2 separate regions of the Mus musculus genome follow, and region 1 is linked to region 2. A link is a contact called in public Hi-C data. All regions are on one chromosome and are shown on one strand. The core of a region is the stretch at or near the end of the contact, and the rest is flanking DNA. Distances in the headings are between cores, read along the strand shown. Region 1 holds the start of Gm45301 (a long non-coding RNA gene). Region 2 has its middle 8.2 kb from the start of Gm34419.

What was found. Hi-C and Micro-C count contacts between places; a contact is called where the count stands out from the background.
Region 1: a contact with region 2 is called in a Hi-C map of liver, with 4 times the contacts expected there. The contact joins two enhancer-like sites. A contact is called at or near these places in 1 of 484 Hi-C or Micro-C datasets (liver) and 1 of 115 datasets of contacts at active chromatin or transcription factors (hepatocytes).

Annotation. Positions count from the first base shown.
Region 1 is chr8:35,404,136-35,410,379 of GRCm38.p6, reverse strand. Gm45301 (a long non-coding RNA gene) reads left to right here and starts at 856. Exons shown (of 2, transcript XR_003947528.1): 1 at 856-1,507; 2 at 2,611-6,244. Gm34911 (a long non-coding RNA gene) reads left to right here. Exons shown (of 3, transcript XR_378889.4): 3 at 1-95. Within about 2 kb of position 4,004, at least 12 of the 459 cell types and tissues checked have an H3K27ac peak or open chromatin away from gene starts, as enhancers often do. A contact at or near this core is called in hepatocytes and liver, where this site is marked.
Region 2 is chr8:35,083,675-35,090,562 of GRCm38.p6, reverse strand. No RefSeq gene overlaps it. Among named protein-coding and RNA genes, the nearest start is that of Gm34419, 8.2 kb to the left of the region's middle. Within about 2 kb of position 1,777, at least 13 of the 459 cell types and tissues checked have an H3K27ac peak or open chromatin away from gene starts, as enhancers often do. A contact at or near this core is called in hepatocytes and liver, where this site is marked.

The DNA.
Region 1 (6,244 bases), core at 2,755-5,254, 320 kb before region 2:
TGCCTTTTAACCTTTGCTCTCAACACACACATTCCTGGAATCTCTTCCAAGTTCTTTCTAAATTCTACCACCTCTTTTTTTGTTGCTATTATTATTATTATTATTATTATTATTATTATTATTATTATATTTACTACTATTATTTTATATGTATGATGTTTTTCCTGCATGTATTTATGTGCACCATGTGCACACCCCGTATCCAATGAGGTCAGAACTGGGTATCAGATTCCCCAGAACTGCAGTTGCGGATGGCTCTGAGCTGCTATGTGGGCACAAGGATGAACACAGGGCAAGCTTTCATGGCTCTCAAGAAAGCTGGTTGAAACCAAGTTCATAGCCCTAGTCTATCTGTCTGTCTGTCTGTCTGTCTGTCTGTCTGTCTGGACAGCTGTCTGTCTAGGTCATTCTAGGTTGTAGAAATCATACCAAAGACCTGCATCCTGGTGGCACACAGAAGTGGGCAGATCTTGAGGCCAGCTTTGTCTACAGAATGAGTTTCAGAACAGCCAAGGCTACACAGAGAAACCCTGTCTCCAACCTCCCACTACCTACCTGAAGTAATAGCAAGACGACTTCATCCCTCTGTATCTTTGGAAACTCTGTGACTGGGTGCACACACACACACACACACACACACACACACACACACACGTGTGTGTGTGCTCATTATGTTTTCCAGATAAGATAGCATTTCTCTGGTGATGAAAAGTCCCTTTTCCTCCTTAGTAACACTTTCAGTCTTGAAGAGGTTTGTACGTTGATAGAATCCATATAGATAAAGAAGATATGGTTTTGGCTGGGCACGCTGGCACAGGATTGTGATGCCAAGCACCGCCCGCCCCCTCCCCACCCCCCACCCCCCGCCATAATGCACTGATTCTCCTAAAGGGAGAGAATTCAAGAGCACTGTTGCCATTCATCTTGGTAACCAGTGCTCTACGGTTGCTAGCTGACAGGAGGTAGTGCCCTCCCCTCTCTGCCACCAGGGTCATTCACATAGCCACTTACTGCTGTACTCTATTACTAAAGTACTCAACTTTATCTACTGTGTCTGGCTGCGTTCCAACAGCATTCCAACAGCATGGCCGATTGGATGGGGAGCCTTCTCTCTGAGGCATTCTTCCACCTTCAGGTTTCCATTAGGTAAATTAAAGAATTAAGATTCTGCCTAATGTCTTCCCTGATGCCAGAATTGTGCTACTTCAGGATGACCCAAGATCTGTCTCTTGTTTCCTACCCATTTCACACACACACACACACACACACACACACACACACACACACACACACACACACACACATAAATATATAAAATATTTGTGATGGAAAAGTCATCTTGCTTGAGCAAAAGAGAAAGTGGAACAGAGGCGACATGGTGCTGATGTCCTATGGCAACCTTGTGGAGAATGGCAGCTTGGGTCTCATCCAGAAGATGTCTTCAGCCTTCCCAGAAGTGGCTTCAGTATGAGGTTATGGGCATAAACCACACTCCCTGATGCACAGTGTAAGTCTGGGAAAACGAATTTAACCTTTCAGTGATCCAAGTATGAATGATGATAGATGCCTAGGGGTTGCCCCCCGTAATTCTGTGACAATGAGAACTGTTGAGCTATTTAAGAGAGTTTGGAAAAATAAAATGACCTTACAAAGGTGAGACTTCCAGCAACTGCTAAAACTGTAAAGGCATTGGAAACAAACTCTCTGGCCCCTCGTAAATTTATATCCTCAATTTCCTGGGAGATTGCACTCCTCAGTTTGTTCTGGAGAGTTTTAAATCAGACGTTGGCATCTGACAGTTCATATGTCAGCAGTGGTGGGTGGGGCCAAGCAAAGACCGGCCAGGTGGCACCACTTGGCTTATTCTTCTATTTCCTCCTTCTGCCTCATTCTCCGTCGCTTGGAAGAATAGATCCACAGTTGCTTACACAAACCTTAATGGAGTCACTGAACAAGAAGATAAGGCCTTTAGCAGGGCCAAATTTCCTTAGCTTCACTAACATCTTATGTTAGTGAAGGGGGAAGAATGACCATGTCCTGAAATGAGGGTTCAAGTTTTCCCAGAACCACTAAAGCAAGCACCAACAGATGAAAACATGTTGTAGTCTTGGAGTTTTCCTGAGGGGGTGACAGTCAAGAGGTTGTCATTTAACTTCATGACCTGACTGAGTCTTAGTTTTTGCACCTATAAAATGGGTCAGTAGATATCACTAGAGGCCCACAAAGATTTCCCCTTTCAATGGTCAGAGAGCATCTGTCTTCTTACCAATGTTTCAAGTTATGATTTGGTGTTGCCGGGTTATTTATTTCATTACTAATACTTTTTAAAACATAATAACCTCTGACCCTTCTCCCCACTTCCCCTTTACAAGGTACCAGGCTTAGTAAAGTCCCACGACCTTGTCCTATGCCAATCTAACAAAACTCAGGATTTTACATTTCATGGATGTAATCGGATATTGTCAGTACCATGAGCTTTTCATTGACTGCATATAGCATTGGGGGAGGGAGATTTTTATTCTCAGGTAATACTTTCTCCTTTATGCTAAAGACTGACTTGTGTGTTTTTATATTAATTTCTCAGCCAAATTCTATTCTCCTATTTTTCAGTTCTCTCTAGTCTTCATTTGGAAAAAAGAAATCTCATCACAGGTCAGCCAGCATAGATTTCTAAGCAGTCACTGTAAATCCCACATCGTGGCTAACCTAGAAGAAAAAAGTATTGGACACCAAGGACCTCAATTTGAAATCAGAGAAAAGCAAGACTAACAAATGCCAGCAGGCAAGCACTTGCTGAAGTGTATTTGCCGGAGCTATCAAAAAGCCTGATGGAAAAAGTGGGCGTCCACACCAGTTTTCTAGGAACTCATTCTGTTTATACCTGCTACATTGGTGTAACTATTATTATTATTATTAATCCCCTGACCTTCACAACTGTACTGGTTTGGGTGATAAATTATGAAGTCACCTTAATGATGGCTCATCTATAGAAATGAACTCAACAAAAACTATAACCATAGCAACTAAGAATCATGTTGATGGGTGCTTTGTTAGCATAGATGGCATCACATACACCCCCAGTGTATTTTAGCCTGAATGAGGCAATTCCTTCTGTTGCTGGTGAGATTTGTATAGGCTCCGCTTGTCTTGTTGGTTAATCTGATGCAAAGACTCATCTCTGTGCTCAAATTCTGATCTCTGGCATAGGCTTAGACTATTGCTGAGACACGTCAGGTCTTTTGTCTATGGGAAACAGGTCAAGATCAGCCCTAAGGAATGGGCAAAAAGCGAACTGTGTAGTCCACATGAAGGAAGCAGGCTGGAGGTCTCACCTGCTCAGCTTGACAGCCTGGTCTGAGCAACCCGCTCCATGCTGGATGCTCAGCGTTCAGTCAGTGAGGCAGAGGACTTATATGAGGAATAACCTTATAGTGAAGCACTAAGAATAGCGTGGGCTGTGAGCAATTTGGAATGTACACTATACATCAGTGGGAGGCAGGGGATGTGGCTGTGGATGTTGGCAGAGGCTAAATGATGAAGGACCTACATCAGTAAGCATCATGGTTTTCCTCTGGAGTCGAAATGACATCTCAAATGTCATCCCATCCTGGGGCCCCTCCTTGTACTGACAGTTACGTTTGCAGCAAGATGACCTGGTTTTTCTCTCAGAACCTCTGTGCCCCTTCTAGGACTCTGTCCATATCTTGATCAGACCATCAGATGACACAGTTCCTAGGGATCCAGGACAAAGAGTGCCGGCAGAAACTGCCAACCTTGGGCACGTGTCCTCATGTTTGTGGTCACCTCTAGACACTACAGAAGAGCCGATGCAGTAAGAACAATTGATTGATGGGGGTCAAGTTGGGGTTTCCAAAGCAATTGCTGACGCTGCTGAGCTGACATAGAAGATGTTGTCTGTTCTTCTGGCGGACCTGGATGGTATAAAAGGCCGTTTAACCCAGTGCGCAGCTGCAGCCTTGAGCTGTGTGAATCTTGAACTCCCTGCCGTTCTGATGCACAGCACGTAAAAAGCATGTGATTCTGTTTACCCTGGTAGTGTGCACTCTTGGCCACAGCAGCAGATCAGTTTGGAATAAGCAAATAGAGTCACCCCGAAAGGCAAACTGCAGAAACTCTCCGCAATCACACGAGGAGGGCATGCCAACAGAGATTCTTTTCAAAGAAGAGAATTATGGGAAAGAAATCGATGAGTAAGAACTTTTAAAATCAAGTGCAGATGTTTGTTTTCTCATTTGCTCCACATGAGGGCTAAACATGATATCTGTAAGAAACGTCTCTCTTTAGGCCCAAGGGAGATTTCCCTTAAAACAGTGCAGAAAGTTTCCCCTTCACTAATTCCCTTAAACATGTTTCTTGAATAGTGACTTTTTTTTTCTTTCTTCCAACAGTCAGCAGAGCTGATTTGCTGACAAATCAGTGATGATCTGAGGGAGAGTGGCGAGTCTTCTTTTCCCCTGAGGACAGCAGAGGAGCCAAGTGATGGAGGCTATCTAGTCTAAAATAGGACCATGAGGTCACTGGACTGAGTTTGGTCCACCCCAGATCATGTGGCTACCAAGTCCACCTTGTCCATCCAAAATGCCTTAGTGAGTGTATGGTGATGACCTTTTAGCTGCAACCCTTCCTGGAGAGAAGGCTCCTGTTTAGAAGCCTTTATTATGACGGGTTCATTCATCTTTCCTTGTCAGTTGTTAAATCAGCACTCCTCTGCCCGATGAGTTGACAAACTTGGGCCAGAATGTGAATCAAGAATCTACTTCCTTTGTACAGGAATTCAGGCTCTGTGAAATCTATCAGCCAAGTCACGATGGCTTTGGTTTTTCCAGACAGGGTCTCTCTGTGTAGCCCCAACTATCCTCGAACTTGCTCTGTAGACCAAGCTGAGTTTGAGTTCAGAGACCCACCTGCCTCTGCCTTCAGAGTGCTGGGACTAAAGTGTGCACCCCCACTGCTGGAAGACAGTGTTTTTGCCATGGAGCCTGAAATGCACTATGATGTGAACTCCTAGAACTGGTACCCTTCGGTAACCATTGTGATCTGTTACCTACCTGCAGGCGGCTCTCTGAGAAGCACCGGCATATTCATGACTATTGCTTGTGCCGTCTTCACAGGCCAGAAACGTCTTCAGTTATCAGTCAGTCAACACTCAGAGAGGACAGTTTGCTTTGGAACAGTTCAAATCTATAAAACGATGCAACGGTACAAAGAACGCCCATGAGCTTTCCTCCTCCTAGGTTGCCCTTCAGATTCTGCCTGTGGGCTACTTGCTACTAAGGGGGCAATTCATGATCACATGACCTGGATTTCCCATCTCTGCCTTTCTCAGAGCACTGTGCCCTCAACCTCATGAGGACCTCATTACACACAGCCACAGGATTTTCTCTATGCTGCGTCATAGCAATCTCAGTCATATAGTTTTTGGCAAAAAACAAAAAACCAAAAACATATCACAGAGGTAGTGCTGTGATTCTTTACTGCTCTCTCACCAAGTGGCCCTTGTTGTGAATTCATTCCAATGCTCGTGGTTGTGAGTTCGATCGCTTGATTGAGGTAGTGATTGCCCCTGTTCTTTTTATTAAGGTTACTTTTTAAAAAATGTGATTAATATTATATAAATATTCCATTACCCAGTCCATTGCCACCTATTTGTGTGTATGTGTGTATGTGTGTATGTGTGTATGTGTGTACATGTGCATGTATGTCTGTGTGTATGTCTGTGTGTATATGTCTGTGTGTATGTCTGTGTGTATATGTACTTGTGTGTATATGTGAATGTGTGTGTGTCTGGGTGTGTGTATGTGTGTGTATGTGTGTTTGTATGTGTGTATGTGCATGTGTGTATATGTAAATGTGTGTGTGTATATATGTGCATGTATGTGTGTGTACATGTGTGTGTATATGTGCCTGTATGCCTGTGTGAGTATGTGTGTGTGTGTGTGTGTGTGTGTGTGTGTGTGTGTGTGTGTGTGTGTATGTGTGTGTGTGTGCGCGCGTGCGTGTGCATAAGGCTGGAGTTGCATGTTGACAGTCCTTCTCAGATACTCTCCCCTTTATTTCTTGAGACAGGGTCTCTCACTGAAGCTGAAGTGTCCAGGTTCAGCTAGACTAGCTGGTCAGGAAGCCTGTGGGTCCTCTTGTCTATGCCTTCCCAGCTCTGGGATGAGAGATGTCTGCTTCCCTACTTGGGTTTTTACATGGGTGATGGAGACCAAACAAAGGTCTT
Region 2 (6,888 bases), core at 528-3,027:
CCAATTTTTAAGTCGATTTCTTCAGATAAGACTTATATGGAGTGATTTATCTTCTAATTCTGCTTAACAGTATGGATCAGAAGGTAAGCAAACTTGGTGTATGGTATTGCCACATAATGGAATTCAAGAAAAATCTGAGGTAAATTCAATTTAGCCAAGTTCATTTGGGTGAGAGAGAGTTTATAGAGATGGAACATTCAGAGCTAGAACCCAGTCATATGCACAGATTGAGCTTATGGTAGGAGAAAAGGAAGAGTCACACAGAAAGCATCTGATTGGCTGGGGTCAGTAATTCGCCTTGTATGAGCACAGTGTCATTAGGTACTTGCCTTATAGGAACATGGTATGATCAGTCAGTCGTCTCTGATTGGCCAGAGCCCAACTGCTGAGACTGGGAATGTATAGCAACCTTAGTTTGCCTACTAAGTTAGGTTGTCATTCATTACCTGAAGGAAGCAGCTTTAGCCCAAATTGTATCATCAGTACAAAAAAAGGAATCTACTTAACATGAGCCAGTGCCTTTGGGGGAACTTACTTAACCTCTCTTTGTCTTGTTTCTTCATCTGTTATATGAAGGTAATAATAGCGACAAATTTCAAAGAATTGTTATAATGGTTAAAGGAACGACGAAGATGCCTAGAACAGAGTTGTGACAGTTAATTTAGGGTGTCAGCTTGATTGGATTCATAAAAGCCTAGGGCACTGATGAGACACACCTTTGAATTTGTCTGAGAGAACATTCCAAGAGAAGATTAACTAACCGGGAAGGATTCACCCTGCATGTGGGCAGCAGCATCCCACGGGCCCGGAGTCTTACATCGTCGAATTAAATGGTGAAAAGGAGAAAGCCAGCGGAAAGCCAGCCTTCCTCTCCATCTGCTCCTGGTCAGCTGAGATGGGAGCCTGCAGCTGCCACATGTCCTTGTCACCTACTGCGGTACCTTTGCACCCAGTTGGACTGTATCCCCTCAGACTGCAAGCCAAAACATACCTCTCCTCCCACAACCTGCTTTCTGTCAAGTATTTAGTCACAACGAGAGCAGTAATTAATCTAAGGGTCTAGTGTATGACAAGATCTCAGTGAGTGACTATAGGGGTGTCATCCTGTTTGTAAGGGAGGTATCTAGGGCAGAGATGAGTTGGGGAAAACAAGGCACATTAAGATAAAGGGGCATCATCCAAGGCAGTTAGTGTTTCTCTCTTTACAGATCAAACATGAGTTGCTATCTTCAGAGCACTTCTTCCTGTTCACCGAGGTGTCAGCTCACATCCTGAGCTCTTAAAATACATCTGAATGCTGATGTAGAGAAGAACTTCAGTAGGACTCTTGGCAACTCAAAGGCAACAGCATCGTACTCCAGGCTTAACTTAGGTAGTCAGCGAGGCAGCCCCTGTCTTGAGATAAACATATCGACCACACTCATTGTTAATTCATTAGCCTACTCTGCCCAGCTGGACCTGGCTTGAAGGGTGACAAGCAAAGCTTCAGGTGGGGGGAGAGTGGGCTGTTTGCTTTGTGTAATCACAGAGGTCTCCAACCTCAGCAGAGTATGACAGCCACGGTTGACTTTGAAGACTAGTTAGGGTCACTAAAGCAACAATGGTCCCAGCCTTACTTGGTAGAAAAGGCAAGGCCATACAATGGGAGAACTGGGCTGTAGCTAATCAATGCAATCGACCCAGCTAAAGAAATAACATGTCCAGCACAATCAATGTGGTCAGCACAGGACAGAGCAGTGTCCACAGGGACGAGGGAGTCATGTGCGCCCAGATCTGTGCTTGAACAGTGGCCTAGCTGCAGAATTGGAGAGCATTGATCCCTCCAGGTGCTGCCCTTTGGTGGGGAATGAAGCATCGCCTTCATTTAACATTGCAGTCAGGCAGACAGCCAGCTGCCTCTGCTTGCTCTAATTCCAGCGCACCCGGCTGTCTTCTGATGATAATTTGACTTCCCACCTAGATTTCACCACAGGGAGAGAGTGTGCTCCGAGCAGAATGTGTGTCTGATCTCTGGGCCGATTTTGCTTGTCGATATAAATTAATAAAATGGCATTTTGATTTACACGTCCCACTCTGGCGAACTTGGTTAGCATGACTGGGGGCCCGATAAACTGATCTTACCTCGGTGTGCTGACAAAACCAATTTTCTCTGTTTCTGAACCTGAAAAACTCGGGGCCAGACACTGGGCTGTAGTTAAATCACCAAAGTAAATTCAGTTTTGAAGCATCTGGCAGCCAGGCAGCCTGCCCTCTATTTCCTCTCAAACATCCCTCTCCTGGCCTCTATTTTTCAAGGGCAACATCACGTTCAAAGCCCACTCAAATGACTGATCCTGTGGAAACAGACTTGGGAAACGGGGAACTTGCATGGATCCAAAGCTATTCAACCAATGTTTTGGCGTTAGTAAAGGTACCTAATCAAAACAGAATTGTAAGAAGCGTGCGATGTCAATGCTTTACACACGTTCTCTATCCATTTGCTATGACACACTATCATAGACTGAGTAAATTATCATCAGCAGAAACATTTAGCTTGTAGTTGTAGAGTCTGGAAGTCTGCGGTGGAGGGCTGCATTTGCTGTATCATAGTGGGGAGAGAGAGAGAGAGAAAATCCATTCATGAGGACAGTCTTCATGGTTGCTTTGACTCTTCAAAGTCCTACTTCTTAATATGAGAATTAAGTTCTCAACATATAAACTTGGAAAGGAGACATTCAAGTTAGAGCATCCTCTATCCAGAGATTTGAAGTTAATACTCATCTATAATTAGAGCTTTCCTACACTTCACTAGACAGTTTAAACTAGGTTATACAATCATTAGACTCAATGGTACTGGCTGGGTGGCCTCTGTATCCAAGGTCCTCCTAGATGTCCAAAAAGTCCTCTGAGGAGATCATACGGGTCTTCTCCTCTGGTCTTTAAAAATACATGTTAACTTCCTGATGGTGGCTTTCACACGACTCTGGCCTCTGCCAACACACCGTTGTTTCTGGTGTTGAAGGATTCATGGATCTTTCTCCCAAAGAATTTCCACAGTTATTCTTTGGTACCAAAAAGCAGGAGGTTCTCTCAAGACCGCTGTGATGGTTAATCTGGACTGTCAGCTTTGTGAGATTTAGAATAATTATGAAAACAGACATTCACAGAGTAAATTAACAGAGGTGAGAGTGCGCACCCTGAAATGTAGGCAGTACCAATTCCATGGGCTGAGGTCCTGGACTGAAGAGAGAGAGGGATGGTTAACTATAAATAGTCACCACTCTCAGCTTCCTAACTGTGCCAGTGTGACCATCTGCTCCCTGTTCTTACTGTCAGGGCTTTCTGGCTATGGTGAACTTCATCCCCTAGAACTGCAAGCCAAAATAAATCTTTCCTCCCTTGAGTTGCTTCTATCATGTATTCTGTTGCAACAAGACAAATAAATAGCACGTCATATTTGCTGTCCTAGAACCACACATTTATATTACAGAACAGAGATGTAGTGACATTATCCCCCCAAGCCTGTATGGTCCTGCCTATGTCCAGAACATTACAAAATTCCTCAAGGAGAAAGCTCTTTCATTTTGGGCTTTAGCCCCTCTCTGAAAGGGGTGGGAGGAATCAACCCTAGGACTTAGGAACATATTCTCGAGGTTCTCACTGTCTCCTGTGCCTGCCTCTCGTCTTGAGTAGGCTAAATCATTCAAAGACTATGCCGACCATTCATATAAATATATGCCTGCATGTGGATATGGTATATATGCCTGCCTGTGGATATGGTTTGCAGCACCTCAACTCAGATTCAAGGTGCAAACCCTCCGGCTACACGGTCCTAGCTGGAGTCACAGCTAGGGTGACGACAGACAGAAAAGGGAGACTGCCCCTAGAAGTTTGGACAATGGTAGTAGCAGAATTTATCCATAACCAGCTGTAACACAGTCATATGTTTTGAGGTTTTGGTTTGGTTTGGTTTGGTTGGTTTTGCATTATGTCAAGATGTAAACGACACTTCTGTTGGCAGCAACCATCCAGTTAGAAACCAGAGCTGAATATGGAGAAGGAATCAGTTTCTCTAAAAGCTTACTAAAGGGTTCATGATATGGCTCAACGGGTAAATGGACTTGTGGGCAAGCTGGACCACCTGAGACCAGACTTGGGTCAATCCCCAAGCCCCTCAAACATTGGAAAAAGAGGTCCTGCAAGTTGTCTTCTGACCCATACATGAAAACACCATGTTATGTGCACATAGGTGCATGTGAGTGGGCGCGCACACACACATACACACATCATTAAATGAATAAATAAATCTACAAATTTTAAAGAACTCCTCTAAAAGCAAAAGGAGGCTTGTTAGTTTAAGAAGCCTGGAAGCATGAACTTAGCAGGTGAATGCTAAGAACATCCTTAGAAGGACGTTCTGGGCGGGATAAGCCAGTCACACAGGGAATGCTAAAGCAAGCCGTTCTGATAATTCTATAAGTTTGCTAATTTTATAAATGAGATTTTATTTCTTCTTCGAGACCAATTCTCCATATGCAGCACAGGCCAGCTGCAAACTAACGATCCTTCTGCCTCGGGCTTTCGAGTGATAAAATGAGATTTTATGTAGCAAAATCCCAAGAGGACTAAACATGTGAAGAGCAGTTTTCACTAAAGGCTTGTGAAAAGCCGGATGTTGCAATCAGATGTGGTCCTCGCTCTTTTGCTGAGATGAACAGCAGCAGAAAAAAAAGAAAAAGAACGAAAAAGGATAACAAAAGACATATCGGCTCCACGCTACAGATGAAATAGTGATGAGTAAGTGATTGTTGGCGATTTGCACACCAGGCATTGGTATACGCTGGATGTCTGAGGAATTGGTCTGGAAGAAAAGGTTTGCCAACATTGGCAAGACTTATAAAAATCTTGACAATCTCCCTGTTCTACTAGGCTACCGAGATTTGTCTAATCTGAAAGCTATATACAAAGTGAAGGCAGACCAAGGGACAAACTTTTGTTGTTGTTGTTGTTGTTTAAACATGGTCTTACCATGTAATCCTTGGTTGACCTCAAACTAGGCCAGGATGGCTTCAAACTCAGATAAACGCCTGCCTCTGACTCCCATGTGCTGGGATGAAAGTCATGTGCCACTATGCTGAGCCTTTTTCTTTTCTTTGTTCTCTCCTCCTCCTTCTTTTTCTCCTACATTTTAATTAGTTCATTCTTTATTTATTTCTCTATTTTCTTTCTATATTTCCCCCCCCAGCTGTCTTACTTTCTCAGAGGAGGCTGTGGTGATGCAAACCCTTCCTAACCAGTACATAATTTACTTGTTCTAAGGAATGCTGGATGATAAAGAATCACAGGAAAAAAACAAGCAGTCGGTATGTAAGATTCACCATATTTACCACGATGTCTAAGTCAATAGCTAGGTGGAAGATAGTGTCTTCATGGATTGAGGAGCAGCATCCTCAGTATGGTGCCTCTTCATGTCGAAGGCAACTGATCTCAGCTGAACAAATTCTGCAATTTCCCCTTCTCTAAAAATCCCTGCTAAACATCTCCTTGCCTGATGTATTAATTATTTCTCTTGTTGCTATGACAAATTACCTGGTCACACCTTAGTTTAAGGGTACAGTCCATTGTAACTGGGAAGGCACGGCGGTAGGAGCCTGAGGCAGCTGGTCACATTGCATCCACAGTCAGGAAGCTGAGAGAAATGAATTCTGGGACTCAGCTGGCTGTCCCTTCTTTCCCATTTTTATTCAGCACATGGAATGGCGCCATATCCAGGGTGGGTATCTCTCCTCAGCTAAGCCTCCCTAAAAATGCCCTCCCAGACATGTGCCCAGCAGTTTACAACTCTAAACCCAATAAAATTGTCCAGGAGGGAAATCACACCCACGGAATCATGGTGGCATCTTCTCCAACAGATGCAGATACAGACAGACTCCAGACCACGCAGTGAGAATTCTCAGCGCAGGATGCCTTTGGTGTTGATCATGCAGTTATTTCCTGGATGAGGGGAGTGGGCAGGACAGCAGGCGAGTCGCCTCTCCACATTACCTGCTTGTGGTGTTTCCCTGATTTTTCTAAACACAAACATGAGGGATTTAAGACAACCGAGAGTTACTTTTAAAACCAAGCCTGTCCACAGAAAACACATATTTCTTTCACCCCTCCCCCCTTCTCAGGAAATCTTGCGTTGCAGCTAAAGCCTATGTGTTCTGTGTCTATTATCTCTGTAGCCAGGACATTTTATTAAAATGGCAAATGTGAGTTGTAGGAAAATTCATATGGCTGCAGCAGATTCTAGCTTATAGATCAGTAAGAGCTATGCCTAGATATCCAACGTGTCTCATAGCTGGAAGCGTTAGAATATGTGGAATCTTTAATAAGGAAAGCCCTGGAGGCTCAGTGCCAACTTCCGCAGGCAGGCACCACTGTGGTTTGTCCATATTTTTAATGTCTTAGTATGCGGGGGTAGCAGTATTGGGAGGTATGGTGGACCTTTAAGAAGCAGACCTTGAGATAGAAGGAGAGAAGCAGTCTCCAGAGAGCAGTACACTGTGGCACATGTGAGTGTATGGGGGCATATGCGCACACACACACACACACACACACACACACAGATCTTGCTATGTAGCCCTACCTGGTCTCATACTTGCTACATATCCCAGGGTGGTTTTGAATTCACAGTTTTTTTGCCTCTACCTCCCCAGGGCTTAGATGCTTAGATGACAGATACACACACACACACACACACACACACACACACACACACACATATATATGTATATGTATATGTATATATATATATATATATATATATATATATATATTCTATATATCGTGAGCTGCAATCCTTTAAGACAAGGATGGCACCTCCCAAGTCCATATCCTGTTGTATTGCATATTTTATGTCTTCAT